Linked DNA regions of Mus musculus: regions 1, 3 and 4 are each linked to region 2. A link is a contact called in public HiChIP or PLAC-seq and promoter capture Hi-C data. All regions are on one chromosome and are shown on one strand. Each heading gives the region's core, a stretch centred on a gene start, on an enhancer-like site or on the middle of the called end of the contact. The rest is flanking DNA. Distances are from core to core; before and after follow the strand shown.

Region 1 (3,607 bases), core at 738-3,237, 1.6 Mb after region 2:
GATTTCCAAACCATCCCAACTGTGTCTCAAGGAAGAGTCCCCTCAGATTGGCTTTTGATAAAACGTGTATCAGATGAATTTGCAGACAGAACCAATGAGATCCCCCGATGGAATGTGAGATGCTAAGGAGATAGGACAAGAAGAAAGAGCTCGTATTCAGCAGGACATAAATGAGGCCTGGCCACATACAGCTCTCTGTACATTTAGCTTTGCCAGATGTCCACAATAAGTCAAAAATAGTTTTGGATGGTTGGTGGCTTTTTTATGTTTCACATGATGTCAATTCAATGCTACTTCTGACATTGGACCTCCTACCCTCCCTCACACATGCAGGAATGTGGAGCCTGCGGGCCTGGGTGGAGAAATAACCCAGGGAGGCAGGCTACTGCTTGCTGGTAGTGTGTGCCTGTGTCTTATGTTCCAAGATGTTCACCCCCAGTAGTCAGATAAACAAGGTTTCTGTCTTTAAAGCTGCCCACACTGAAGCACTATGAATGTAAATCAGACATTGTATCAAAAGGGATATCTTGTTTTCTGTTTGTCACTCTGCTGGGGCCAACTTCACAGCTACCTGTCTATGTGACAGTGGGCACTGTGCCTATCTCTTCCCCTAACTGTCATCCTTTGGTTCCTAGGAGTGAATTGAGACCGTAGTGGAAAGTATAAACAGATGTTGATATCAGAAGGGACCAGGGCTGGGAAGATAGTGGCCTAAGATCTTGTAGCTTAAGAACCTGAGTTCTGTTCCAAGTTCAGGTAGAAGGCTTTTTGGCCAACCAATCTTGCCTAATTTGTGAGCTCCAGGCCAAAGAGATACCTTGTCTCAAATAACAAGCTGGGCCAAGGTGGGTGCTCTGAAGGGACAGCATCCTAGAGGCTGACAGCGCCTTGCAGGTCATGTGTGATACACGTGACCACGTGTGATACGAGTGAACCACAAGCACACACAACTAGATGGAAGAGAATCGTTAGAACCTAGAGAAAGCAGAGAGGTAGACTCTGCAAGGACGGAGTTGAAAGACCTAGTGTGACTGGGCAGCGGTGGTGGTGTACACTTTTAATTCCAGCACTGGGGAGGCAGAGGCAGGCAGATCTCTGATTCCAGACGAGCCTAGTCTCCAGACAACCAGATCTATACAGAGAAACCCTGCCTTGAAAAACAAAAACAAAACAAAACAAAACAAAACAAAAGAACCAAAACTAGTGTTTAAGGTATTTCCAGCTCTCTTGCTAGCTTGAAGTTTAATGCGGTGTGAACAGTCACCCACAAACACAGTTCACTACTGCGTTGTTTCCTGGAAAAGCAAGCTAGAAAAGAAACAATATGACCCAGAGAAACAGTTTGTCAAGGAATGAGAAGGGGGAAAAACCTTCAATAACCTACAATTAGGAAAAGACCGTAGGACCTGGGGTGTATTGGAGTACTGGGGGAAGGAGGTACCTTCTAGCCTTACCTCTTAGTCTCCCTAGCTGGTTAGAGGCCTCTCCGCTTTGATTTACAAGGCGGAGTAGACTGTGTAAAGCAGGGCCAAGCGAACACCCTCCTCACACTGCTCCAGCTGGTGACCAGAGGTTAAGCTAATATGTTTGCAGACAGTGATGGAGAGCTGGGTGCCAACGGCCCAGTTCAGAGGAATCCAAATATATGCGCCTTGAAACAATTCTACCCTCCATTACCTCGCTGCCTAGAAGCCTTTTAAAAGCAAAAGAAGTGAGTTGGGCAAGCCAAGCAGCTGAAATCTTAATAACCCAGAGCCAGCCTGAGCAGGGCCCTGTACTCTAGGAGTAAGGGGATTTGGGCGGGGGAAATGGGTGGATACTTGTAGGGCCTGGGGAGGCGGTGGAGCTGTCACGTAGGGCAGGACTGGGCTTGGGCTACGTTCCAAGTTGGATGAGTCACCCAGCAGGGTGGGAACAGGCCGGGGAGGGAGGGGATGTGGGGCGGCCTCGCGCTGGGAGGATGGGGCGGGTATAAAAGCCCCACCCAGCCCAGCCGGGCTGCTCCGCTTCAAGGGAGGCTCTCAGCGATACGTGCCCGGCCCAGGTAAGTGGGGCGCGGCCCGGTCGCCCGCTATGGCCTCGGGGTTGCGGTGCTGAACGGGGAGCGGGCAGGCTCCGGCGATGGGGACCCCGGGAGGCACGGAGAGGGACCCACTCCACCCGGTGATCTGCGAGGCCCTGCAACAGAGTTGCAAAGTGTCCCGCAAGTGACCGTGCTCTTTGCATGCCACTCTCCTGAGGGGTCGGGGCGCAGGGGTCGGGGCGTGCTTCCCCTTGAGGTTTCCTCGGAACGGGGAGACCCTTTGTGGGGCGGGGAGCCGAGGGGGCGGCATTCCAGACGTGCTAGATGTCAGGAGGGGGACTGGGTGTGGCCGCTGGGGGAGCCTCCGGCCCAGCAGTGAGAAGTCCCACTTCGCTTTCCGCACTGCGTTCTCTCACTCTGGACCGTAACTTCTGCAATTTCAGGTGAATTTCCTTGCAACTGAGGGACGTGCCTTTGTGGAGTCGGAGCAGGGTACCTGGGGGAGGTCCAGGGGGCACCAGAACCTCAAGTCTTGACTACTGGGTGCCCTTCTTTACAATCTCAACTCAGTCTTCGTCATGAACGCTAGATTGTCTGCTAGGTCAGCGACCTCAGACTTCATTTCTTCTGGGGAGTTTGTGGCTCGCTTAGAATGTGTGCAGAAGGAAGTGTCCCCGGGTGGTTGTAGGGAACGTTGCCTTGACTGTGCTGATGCCACCATGAATCAGTTGATAGGGTCTATAGAAAAGGGCGTGGTTCCTGGGCCTCAGGTTCCAAAGCTGGCGCGGAGGGCTGTGGTTGGAGAAGTTTCTTTATCTATGAAAGTGGTTTCCGAACTCTGCTGTTGATAGCGCCACTCACACTGAGTTATTGAAGGTTTCCGAAAACAAGTTCATTCAAAAATAGCTAAATAAAGCGTACTGAAACAGTGTCATGCAAATGTAAAAGCAAAGCAAAGGCAACAAAATAACTGTTACTTGAGACAGAGCCGTAATCTCAACACTCAGAAGACTGGAGCAGCAAGATCCCTTTTGAATCCGACCTGAGCTACATAGTAAGTGAGATTCCTGTAGGGGGAAAAACCCAACTACCAAAAAAAAAAAAAAAAAAAAAAAAAGAGAGAGAGAGAGAGAGAGAGAGAGAGAGAGAGAGAGAGAGAGAAAAGAAAAAAACCATGAGCTTATGATCACGATCAAGCTTATTGGTAATTGGTAGAGTACCGTAGTAGGTTGAACTTCATTCCCAGAACTTGAAAAAGCTATTCATGTGTGAACTATTATGCCATATTCAACTCCAGCCCTTAAAAGCAACCATAAACTCTTGGAATTCAAGATCCTCAGCCTGAAACACTCAGGAGTATAATTAGGTGGGTCTGCAACTTGGACTCGGGAAGCCACTTCCCTGCCCAACCCCAACAAAGCTATAGAATGTGTTTGGAATCCCAAGCTAGCACCAGAAAAAGATTAATTTGCAGTGTATCCGAGTTCTGGCTAAAGGCAGGGGAGCAGAATGCAAACTGGGGAGGGTGAGGGGTGATCTGTGGGTAGGAAGAATAAATCACTGATGTGGGGCTCAATTTTTTTC
Region 2 (3,537 bases), core at 414-2,913:
GTAAATATTAGGTTATTACTTTTTAGTGTGTTGAGAACAAACCAAAAGAAAATTATTCTAAGCACTTTATTCATTTGCAGACTCTACTTAATCATAGGGAGAAACTAAATTCAAGGTCCCAGGCCCTAGGGGAGCTTAGGACTTCCCAATAGCAGAACAGCTTCTGTTGAAAGGAAACAGTTGTCTGAGTCCAGACATCTCAGGGACAACTAACTTCTCCATCTTGCTGGCAGGATCACACTAAGGTCATGTTCCCAGGCCAGGAACCAACTCCTATCCTGATTGGTGGAAACTCTCTTGCTCAAACCCTCATGTCAAAATCTAATAGGACAATGCTGCATCCCACCCAGCTCCCCTTCTCTGGTTTCATCCTTTAAATGGGCTGTACAGCATCTCTTCAGCATTGCAGTTCAGCTCCTGAGTCTGCTCGGCCCCAGTGGATCAGTAACGGTTTGATGTCAATAAAATTTTGTCATCTGCATTGACCTGGTGTTTGAGTTGTGTTGGAGTTAAGTGGACCCCAAACAGTAGGTGACTAACAGATTTCTCTGTGCTCTGGAAAAGTGAGTTCTGGTGACAGTCTGAGGGCTAGATCGAAGGAAAGAAAAGGGTTGGGGGCTAGTGGGGCAGTTAGTAGGTACCAGTGAGCTGGTGCAAGCAAGACAGAATTAAGGCAACAGAATCACTATAGAACAGGCAGACTTGCTGTTCATTGGTTATACACAGGGAAGGTGAGAAGGTCTAGGTTTAGTCCGAAGGAGCAAGGGAAACAGATGGTTAAGGATTTATGTATGTGGCAAGAGTGGAAGAACGGTAGGTCTTTGTTAGTTATTGGTTAGCACTGTCCTTTTTTTTTCTTTTCTTCCCTATTATGTATGACTAGGCTGGCCTTGTACTCACAGAGATCTGCCTGAGGCTAACGATGCCGCTCACCATGCCCAGACTTTACTTTTAAGTTGCATTTGTTTGTTTGTTTGTTTGTTTGTTTATTTATTTATTTTTGAGACAGGGTCTTACTATGTATCTTTGGTTTTCTCTCTGTGTGTTTGCATGCATGCAAGGTATAATGAGTATGGAGGTCACAACAACTTGAAAGTGTCTGTTCTCTCCTTCCACCATTGAGTTTCAGAATTGAACTCAAATCATCAGACTTAGCAGCGTGCACCTTTACGGGCAGAGCCATCTCACCAGTCTATTGTATTACTTAAAAAAAATAATTCTTAATACAGGGCCTCATATAGCCTAGTCTGGTCTGGAACTGACTGTGTAGCCTAGCCTTGAACTAGCTTTGTAGCCTGGCCTTGAATTGGCTATGTAGCCAAGGATGACCTTGAAATTCTGACTCTCCTTGGTCTCCCCAGTTGCTGGGGTTAAGAGAAGTGCATTACTATGCCGCGATTATGAGATGCTCAGGACTCGAACACAGCTTTGTGCAGGAGAGCGACAGCACCTTACCCCAGGCCTGTCTCCCTGTCTCTCTCTCTCTCTGTCTCTCTGTCTCTGTCTCTGTCTCTGTCTCTCTGTCTCTCTCTCTCTCTCTCTCTCTCGTTGCCCCCCCCCCCCCCCGCAATCGCGGAGGTGGGGGTGGGGTCACGCCTGCGCACTGGCGGCGTCGCGCACGCGCGGCGCGGGGCGGGGCGGGGCGGGGCGGGCCGCAGCTGTCAGTCTCTGCGCCGGCCACAGCCCTCCCCTGCGCGCTGCGTTCCGGCTCCTCCCTCTCCCGCCTCCTGGTCCCCGCCATGGTGCTGGAGTCGGTGGTCGCTGACTTGCTGAACCGCTTCCTAGGGGACTACGTGGAGAACCTGAACAAGTCCCAGCTAAAGCTGGGGATCTGGGGCGGTAAGCGCGATGCCACGGCCTACCGGCGTGGGAAAGGGGGCTGCGCGTGTGGGAGCCTGAGGACCCCGTGACCTCGCTGGGCTTGCCCCTGCTGTCGATGTAGCCACACAGGGGCAGCGCGCTGCTTAGCAGTCCCCATCAATGCCTCAGAATAAAACAAGGAAAAAAAAGTAATTATTTACCTCAGCAGCGGACGTCAGAGTGTGGCTCATGCTCCCTACGGTGCCAGATTGTCTCCCCTTGCATCTCATAGCCCCAGGACCAGGCTTCCTGGTTCCCAGCCCGGGGAGGTAGGATGGGCAGGGGTGACAGTGAGAAGAAAGGCATGTCTTGTCCCCTAGGACTTTTAACTCAGAGATTCCTACCATTGCCCACTTCCTAGTTAGGTAGAGGGCTCTGCAGGTTTTTGTTTTTGTTTTGAAATAGACATTCGAGCCACTGGCCAGAGGCATGATTAATTAGGGTTGTCTGCTAGGATGCAAATTCGAGAAAACCTGCTAAGGTTATTATCCTGACGATTAGGAGTAGAAAAGTCTTATGATAAGCAGCCTACTTCTGCATTCTTCAGTAAACTTGGATTTGGGAGTGTATCTCAGTGGCAGAACTTGTGCTTCGAGCCTCCTCAGCACCGTAGAATACCAAAACAGATTGGGTGTTTGGAGGGTATGGGGGGGTGTGCTTGTATTCATATACTAAGTTACTATAAGGCTTGAGAATTTTGTCAGCTTTGGGAGGAAATTAAAAAAATAACATCCAACTTAAATGGATGGAGCTACTTTTAATTGTCAGCGATTTAAGTATAGGCTGGGTCTGTCAGGTTGGCATTTGCCAATGGAGAAACTAGCTGTTAGGTGCTTGAAATGTGGTTACTTGCTCTGAGTATAAAGTACTCTGGGTTTTGAAGATAAGCATTTTTCCTAATGGAGGACCAAAAAAAATTAGCATCTCAATAAATTTTATGTTGGCTACATGTTGAAATGGTATTTGACTAGATTTGAGTTAAATACATTATTAAAATTCAGACCCATCATCAACTACAAGGTCAATTTATGATGAGGTTACAAGAAATATAATCAGGAAGCTAAAAGGCATAGGCTGTTCCCATCCGCTCTGCTCGGCTTGCTTATCGCTATACCTAGCACGAGCAATTACAAAGGATTTCCACATTATGTCTATCAAAACTCTGGGCTCCTAAAATCGGTGATTAGGGAGAGGCACCCTATTTTTATTGGACAATGTGAATTATGACTAGTCTCCTGAATTACATTGGAACACATATTTATTTTATTTTAAAACAGGTTTCTTTCCATAAATACACATTTTGTGTACCCGTCCCTGCTACATAATACAAAAGGAAAAGTTTTTAAAAGGAGCATCCAGATCCTTCTGCACAAAGAGAGGGCGAGTGTTTCTTTAGAATTCTCGCAGTAATGTCAGTTATTCTTTGTGAAACGGTTTTGAAAAGAGTGCTTCAGGTCAGCGTGAACTCTAAGCTAGAACTCCTATAGTTCTAGGCCTGCTAGTGTGTTGGGCAAGCCATTTACAGTAAAAGTAAAAGTAAGTAAAAACCTTTGGTTTTTCTTTCCGCTTCCACAGAGAAAGCGATTGTATGTTCAGAGGAGTTTGAATCACACCTGACAAGATGACATTCCCATTAACCACTCCTCGGGTTTTACTGGTTGCCTGGTCCTGACTTTA
Region 3 (3,293 bases), core at 673-3,172, 1.6 Mb after region 2:
CAAGGCACATAAGCCCAGAGAATGCTGGGCTTCTTGAGACATGCCAGCAACTACCTGTGACACAGCACTGATGCAGATGAGGGTTTAGAGGGTTTAGGGTCCAGAGCTGCCCACTTGTAGAGGATCTCTGTTCAGTTTCTCTGCATTGACTGTCATCAGCATGATACTGCGAAACCTTTGACAAATCTGCTTCTAGATCCAGCCTTCTACACAGATCCATCCATATTCCTTTGTTGGTTTTGCTTGTTTGTTTTTCGAGACAGGGTTTCTTTGTATAGTCCATACAGCTTTAATCTCAGCAGGCAGGAGGCAGGAGGCAGGAGGCAGGAGGCAGGAGGCAGGAGGCAGGAGGCAGGAGGCAGGAGGCAGGAGGCAGGAGGCAGGAGGCAGGAGGCAGGAGGCAGGAGGCAGGAGGCAGGCAGATTTCTGTGAATTTGAGACCAGCTGGGTGAATCCCTGTCTCAAAACCAAAAACCACCAAAAAACTGAAAAAACAAACAAACAAAAGCACAACAACAACAAAAAATCCTCAAAAAAGAATAAAAATAATTCACCTTGCTTTATTTTAAATGACCACATACATAGCATAGTATTCCAGTGTGTGGACAAAATGAGATTATGTAATCAGTCCCTTATTGGACATACAAGGGTGATAATCCGTATCCTCAAACCCACCTCAGTGTCTAGCAATAGGGTATTCACACTGTATTCACACTGTATTCACACTGACTACTCTAAAATCTAAGTGGAGTGCTAGACATTTATTAGTACGTGACCCCACTTGGAAATGAGTACATGAATGTTTTAAAGCATCTTTCTTTTTATACCCGGAAATTATCACGTTGTAAATGCGCGTGAAGCATCAGGATGCTTCCACTGTCCAACTGTTCATTGTTCTGCCGCCCAAACATCATAGTTCTGAGCTCCAAGTGCTTTGGGATGCCTCTGACTTTCTGTAAGACAAGTTGGGTGCAGTCTGTAAGTGACCTTTTGTGCTTAGGGACTCTGGAATTGCCCACCAGTCATGGCAAAGGCTTTTCCTTTTATTGAGCAAAGTTCATAGTCAGACAGCGGAAAGCTCTCTTGCTGCCTGAATCCTCAAAACTGAGCTTTGCTGAGTTAAATGACATGTGAGGAATATTTCTGATATAAAAATTGGAAACTTTCAGATACCTCGAACCTTGCTTATCTTTGTAAATACACATGTTCCAATTAAAATAGGTACTGAAACATTTGGGTGGCACTTCAAAACTCCCAATTTAGATTTAATTTAGATTAAAGCACTTATTCTTTTTTAATACAGTTGTAAAATTGATTATTAAAGTCACCTATTGAAGATTGAAAGCACAGGATGTATACTTTCCTTGTGAGACAATCTCATCTTCAATAAGTGTGGTTCTATTAATCAATTAGCTATTAAAATATAACTGCCATATTAAGCCTGACTCATTTGTCATGACAGCTGGTATAATTATAAAAATTATACCTAGCCATTTATACAGCCATAATCTTGCAATAAATATAAATAATTGTCTCTATTAATTCATTTTGAAGGTTCTGTCTATTAATTCTCCAGTTAAGTGGCAATTTGGGGACCTTCATTTAAAATCTTTGTTGTTCGTTCCATCTGACTGCCAGAGTTCCACACGTGTACCTCCCACTGTTGATTTTGGAAACCAATTTATGAATAAAATAGCTTTTTAAGTGCAAATATTTAAAGGGTTGAGGCCCAAGGTCCAAGGCTTTCTGGGGAAGAAGGTAATGAGGGTGCCTGTGTTTGGTCAGGAAGAGGGATGAGCTAGTCGTGACATTCTAGTATTGGGTTGGGGAGAGAGTATGTGGATTTCACTGTGTGAACGTCTCCTAAAGCGTGTGGTGGGGTAACTGTTCATAACTTGATTCTCCACAGGAGTGGATGAGGTCACCATTGTCAACATCCTGACAAACCGCAGCAATGTGCAGAGGCAGGACATTGCCTTCGCCTATCAGAGAAGGACCAAAAAGGTACTGGAACCTTAGTGTGGAGGGCAGGCCTTGTTGAGTTAATGTTCTCAGATATTGCCTGTTCTGTTCTTAATTAATATGTGTGTGTGTGTGTCCCTTGTTTGTGTTGCCCTGCATACCGTAGGGTGGCAGGCCCTAAAGCTTCCAGATGATTCCCCTGTCTTCAATTTCTATCTTGTCACAGAAATGCTGGGGATACCACATCTGGCTTTTTTTTTTTTTTTTTTTTTTTTTTTTTTTTTTTTTTACATTTAGCACCATTACCTGCTAACCCATTCTCCACCCCTACCCCGTCCAACATTACTTTTTCTTTTTGTGAGTTGTGGATCTTCTTTAACCAAAAGGATCCTTCTAGAACTCTTGGATGTCCAAGGTTTCCCTCTTATATCCTTGAGAGGGTTGCTGCTTTCATAGGTACAGCCGTGGGAGGTAGAATGGAAAGGTGACATCCTGGAACACACGAGGGAGGCATTCTGGAATAGACGACAAGGAAGAGAAGCAATGGTCCCACGGGTTATGTGCTGACTCTGTCATTGCTGTGCTTAGGTAGCAACTCACTTCCTCTCATGGCTTCTCTGGCTTCTTCGTCAGATGTTGTGAATGTAATTTCAGAATGGTTTCCTCCACTGGGCGTGAGTCCTAACGTGTGCTTCTCATTTACACTGAGGGGCTGGGGAGACAGCTCTGTTGGTAAAGTGCTTGTCACACAAGCATGAGTATCTGAGTTCAATCTTCAGCATCCACGTTAAAAGAGCTAAATACCCCAGTGCTAGGGACGCTAGATAGGATTCCTGGGGCTCCCCAGACAGTCAATTTAGCTGATTCAGAGAGCTCTAAATCTCACACACACACACACACACACACACACACACACACACACACAGCTTCTTTATCAGATTCATCGTGGCTGAAGTGCTGTGGTCCAGCCTGCTATCTTCAATAGGCTTCGCTCCTAGTGTTTATGGAGTTTTCTGTGTGTGTTTTCCCTTTGCTCGTCCACTCGTGGCTAAAGCAGGCCCCGTCTTGTCCACCTTAGTTTCCCACAGCACTAGGACATTTTACCTTTAAGGATATGCTACTTAATCTCTAACGCTTTGCTATTAAAAGCTTTTGACTTATATTCGGACAGTGCCATCAGGGTGACCTCATGCGGCTCCCGCCTGACTTGAGGCTTTCACTCCCCGCTACAGTAGCATTGACCTGAAAGAATGCCAGGAGAAACTGTGTGTCCCTGGAGTTGGCGTGACCACCAGGTCCTGGGAGTTCCAGGTCAAGCCTGGCTGAAGCTC
Region 4 (3,737 bases), core at 324-2,823, 1.0 Mb after region 2:
AGTAAGTCTATTTTTGAGAACTGTGCCTTCAAAGAGGCTGATCTGTTAACACATAGACAGGTACCTATTTCCCTCCCCTGGGGGAGAAGCTAACAGGACGCCTCTGCACTGAAAGAGTTAACTCCGTGGCAAGCTAGCCAGTGTAGCACAATGGCGACTTCCTTCTTTTGACTGTAATATGTAAGACCCAAATGCTTTGTCAGCCTCTTGCAGCCCAAGACGTACACAGCCATGAAGTGGATCGTTATTGGCATGCTGTTTCTAAAAGGGAAGCTGGACTCCGAGTTGACTTATTAAGATTTTTCTAGAACATAGTTGTCCCCTTCCCTTGGCTCAGTACTCAGTTTCCAAAGCATTGTTTTCTTCCTTGATTTACATGATGTCTGGGCATTGATCATCTTTAACCCAGCATTGATAGACAAAGGGATCTCACTTGGTAGTCAGGCAAACCAGAGTCAGGTGCTGGGTGAAGCTTCTAGAATGCACTGGATAAGGCTTTTTTGTCTGTATGGAATACTTTAAGTCTCTCCACTGGAGAAGGTCTTGTTTTGGTTTGGGTTTTTTGATGTTGATGTTGTTCCTTCAAATAATTATCTTAAGCTCAGAAGCCACCTGGAACAAACTTCAAACTAATGCTGAGGAAACGGAGGTTAAAGAAGTGAGAGGTTTATATGGTGCGTATCTCTCCAGACCTCCTGCGTCCCTGGCTGCCAGAGGTCCACATGACTCTCTTCTCTCCCATCTCATGTTCCCAAACCTCTCATAAGAGTTTGGAGATGTATTTAGCAACAGTATCACGTGCCCTTTGCCTTTCCTTCTCTGCCTTCTGAACAGCCGCTCTTTACCCAACTCTCCCCCACCAGATTTGTCATCAGTCAGCCAGTTATCGATTCCTTATCCATTTCGCCCTCAACTTTGACCCGCTCAGAGAGTTTGCTGACATCATCTGCCCCACTTACCCCCACATCATCACCTTTGAGCTGAGATCTGGAACTTTCTTTGATGTCATCGGCCTTGTCTTACCCTGACTGTTTCCCTTCAGGAATATTCTCTTGGGTATGATATCAATCCCTGCCTTAGTGTCTCATTAACATTTCTTGACTAGTCACCTAAGACAACTTAATGCCTAGGCTTCGAAATGTGTATGGTTAATGCCTCAAAACGCCCAGTTAACCTTATGTAAACCTGTATCAGCTATGGGGTACGCTGGTGAAAGTGAGATTGGGTAAAACAAACATTCCCATTTAGTAAAAGGAGCGTGTTCTTGTCATCATCATCAAGAAATTCTAACCATCAGATGTGTTTTCCAGAAAGATCTTCTTTAGTTAATAATTTCTGGGGGGAAAAAAACTAATGCTAAGTATAACCCATAATTTTACATCTGTTAAGTGATTTGAACTGTAAAATGTTAACATTCAAAAAAAAAAAAGTTTGCCTTTCCAGCTGTTGATCCTCTCTAAAGAGTTGCAGTTGGCATGCAGGACATCTCTCTGGCAGGCTCACAGAAGCTCTGTGTGCAGGACGCCTCTGTCTTTCTAGCAGGCTCCAGGAAGTTCTATTTTGATGCCTTCCGGGGGCAGGGTAAGTTTTTGTACATAATTCAGCTGCTTTCGCTTCCTTTTAACACACAAAGTCTGGTTAGAATTTACCTCTGTTTACTGCTTTACTTGGAATAGCCAGGTTGTGTTGTCCTCTGTACTTTGAAGGGGGCTACGTTGAAGCTGGAAGGAAGCAGGACCTTCCCGTACCCATTCCCTGTCCCCCACTTTTGCCAGTAATGTAAGACTCCCCTTCCCTTCTTGCCCACATGCACAAACTAGCCCTCGGCCCTCACAGACAGATGGGCAGGAAGTCTTGAGACTGCAGAAGGGACCTGGCTGGCTCAAGTTCCAGCATATATGTGGGGGAAGAAAGAAAGAGCATACGTACAGCCTAGTTTTTAGCTTCCACTGTGGTGAACACCTCCCTCTACGGTGTGCGCATGTAAGTCCCTGAGCCTCAGAGAAGGGCTACCATTCATGCATGCAAACTATGAGGGGGTGGCACTCAGGTGGGGGGGGGGAGGACAGAAATTCTAAATGTGTGAGCTGCCTTTGGGGGAATATGCCTCAGTGGCAGTGTGCTCCCCATTTATTTGAGAACCCGGTCTTCACACACACTCTCTGGGAGCCCTCACAGAGTGTTCTAGTGGAGCCCTGTATGCTGTGAGAATAATTTTTTTCCATCAAACAGTGAGGGGTTTTAATTGCTCAGCAGCCATTTCTCAATGTAAATTATTTTTCATTCCAGGGGTCCATAGAAGATTTAATTTGAAAGAGAATTCTACTGCTTAAGAAAGCATCTTCTTGGTAGCCACCACATGGTGACTTTGAATCTTTCGTCTAGCTCCAGGAGACTGTAAATAACTATAGCAGAATCCAGTGTGGCTGGTTATCACATTTGGAGTCCCCCAGTCCCCCTGAAATCAGCCCAGGCTTACTACCCACAGCCCATCCAAGAATTGTCCTCCCCATAGACTGGGGACCGTAAGAGCTCCAAACTGGCCCTTCTTTCTCTGGGCTACCCACTGTGCTTTCTCATCATCCTGTTTCTCTCACTGAAGGGAAGAGCTGAGCTTTGTCATGCTCATCTCTCCTAGTGTGTCCAGGGTTCTCCAGTATGAACAGAGGCTCTGTGCAGATGGGAACAAGCTCAGGGAGATGTGTAGGGTCTACCAAAGGCACTGAAGCACCTTGGCCTCATGTGCTGGAGGAATGCACACGAGGGAACTTGGCCTAGTAGAAACCCCCAAGGCCAAGCCAACCAACTTCTAGGTCTAACCTCTCCTATAAGATGCTGAGAGACCAGCGGAGCAGCACCCAGCAGATCTCCTTAATTCTATACATAAGAAGGGAATCTCCCATCATTGGTGTGGCTGTTGAGGACCAAACCATTGCACCAGCATCTGCACACATGCATGCTGACACACACACACACACACACACACACACACACACACACACACACACACATCACTCCTCATTCTTTCCATGGAAGGTCAAGAATATGATCTTTAATTAAGCAGGCAAAGTGGTATCCGTGGTATTGTTGCTCCTTCTTCCTTTTCTCTGGCATTTCTCAAAGTTATCGAGGAGAGGGTAATTTGTCCAATGAAGCAAACATTAAGCTTCATTGGTAGGGAGTGTGAATTTGTGCTAATAAAAATGTCCCTCAGTGTCTTCCATTCCAGGGATGGAAGGCTGAGATAATAGGAACTATGAATCTGGTCCTTTTAAATGCAAACTATTATGCAGAATTTATCTATAAGTGTATTTTAAGAAGATAAACATTCAGTGCTCAAGTCTAGCACTGGATTATCTTGTTTTTAAATACATATTTATTTGAATAGCAATGACTCTTGGAAAAATATCTTTTTTGGAGATGATTTTAATCTTAATAAAGGTATTGCTTTCTAGAAGCTGGTAAAAGTTATAACTGTCATATTTGCTTTAATATTTTTAGTAGATGATGCCATTTAAATAAATAAAACATACATACAGACAGACACACACTCACACACACACACACACACACACTCACACACACACACACTCACACACACACACACACTCACACACACACACTCACACACACACAGAGTGGGGGTGGAGGGAGACCTTAAAGACTCATGCCTGGCATATTGAAACACTAGATGGCTGTCAATAAACTACTTTCCTTTTCTGAACATCATTAAGAAA

The links. Promoter capture Hi-C pulls out the DNA fragments that hold promoters and counts their contacts. HiChIP or PLAC-seq counts read pairs in DNA pulled down with a chosen protein or histone mark.
Region 1: a contact with region 2 is called in an H3K27ac HiChIP or PLAC-seq map of extraembryonic endoderm stem cells, with 9 times the contacts expected there. The contact joins the promoter of Anxa2 here to the promoter of Vps13c in region 2. A contact is called at or near these places in 17 of 39 promoter capture datasets (the 3T3-L1 cell line, 3T3-L1-derived adipocytes, the C10 cell line and 11 more), 4 of 115 datasets of contacts at active chromatin or transcription factors (astrocytes, embryonic stem cells, extraembryonic endoderm stem cells and 1 more) and 1 of 9 other capture datasets (embryonic stem cells).
Region 3: a contact with region 2 is called in a promoter capture Hi-C map of the C10 cell line, with 4 times the contacts expected there. The contact joins the enhancer-like site here to the promoter of Vps13c in region 2. A contact is called at or near these places in 8 of 39 promoter capture datasets (the 3T3-L1 cell line, the C10 cell line, cranial neural crest and 5 more) and 1 of 9 other capture datasets (adipose tissue).
Region 4: a contact with region 2 is called in a promoter capture Hi-C map of liver, with 2.5 times the contacts expected there. The contact joins the enhancer-like site here to the promoter of Vps13c in region 2. A contact is called at or near these places in 5 of 39 promoter capture datasets (frontonasal cranial neural crest, liver, pre-B cells and 2 more) and 1 of 9 other capture datasets (embryonic stem cells).

What each region holds. Positions count from the first base shown.
Region 1 is chr9:69,451,696-69,455,302 of GRCm38.p6, forward strand. It overlaps Anxa2 (annexin A2), which reads left to right and starts at 1,988. Exons shown (of 13, transcript NM_007585.3): 1 at 1,988-2,044.
Region 2 is chr9:67,838,688-67,842,224 of GRCm38.p6, forward strand. It overlaps Vps13c (vacuolar protein sorting 13C), which reads left to right and starts at 1,664. Exons shown (of 85, transcript NM_177184.4): 1 at 1,664-1,839. The coding sequence starts at 1,740.
Region 3 is chr9:69,474,144-69,477,436 of GRCm38.p6, forward strand. It overlaps Anxa2 (annexin A2), which reads left to right. Exons shown (of 13, transcript NM_007585.3): 4 at 1,910-2,004. Among named protein-coding and RNA genes, the nearest start is that of Mir3109, 19 kb to the left of the region's middle. Within about 2 kb of position 1,923, at least 67 of the 459 cell types and tissues checked have an H3K27ac peak or open chromatin away from gene starts, as enhancers often do. A contact at or near this core is called in adipose tissue, where this site is marked.
Region 4 is chr9:68,883,033-68,886,769 of GRCm38.p6, forward strand. The region is part of intron 1 of Rora (RAR-related orphan receptor alpha); the gene reads left to right. Gm31262 (a long non-coding RNA gene) reads left to right here. Exons shown (of 2, transcript XR_379583.4): 1 at 1-3,737. Among named protein-coding and RNA genes, the nearest start is that of Gm31262, 62 kb to the left of the region's middle. Within about 2 kb of position 1,574, at least 70 of the 459 cell types and tissues checked have an H3K27ac peak or open chromatin away from gene starts, as enhancers often do. A contact at or near this core is called in liver, where this site is marked.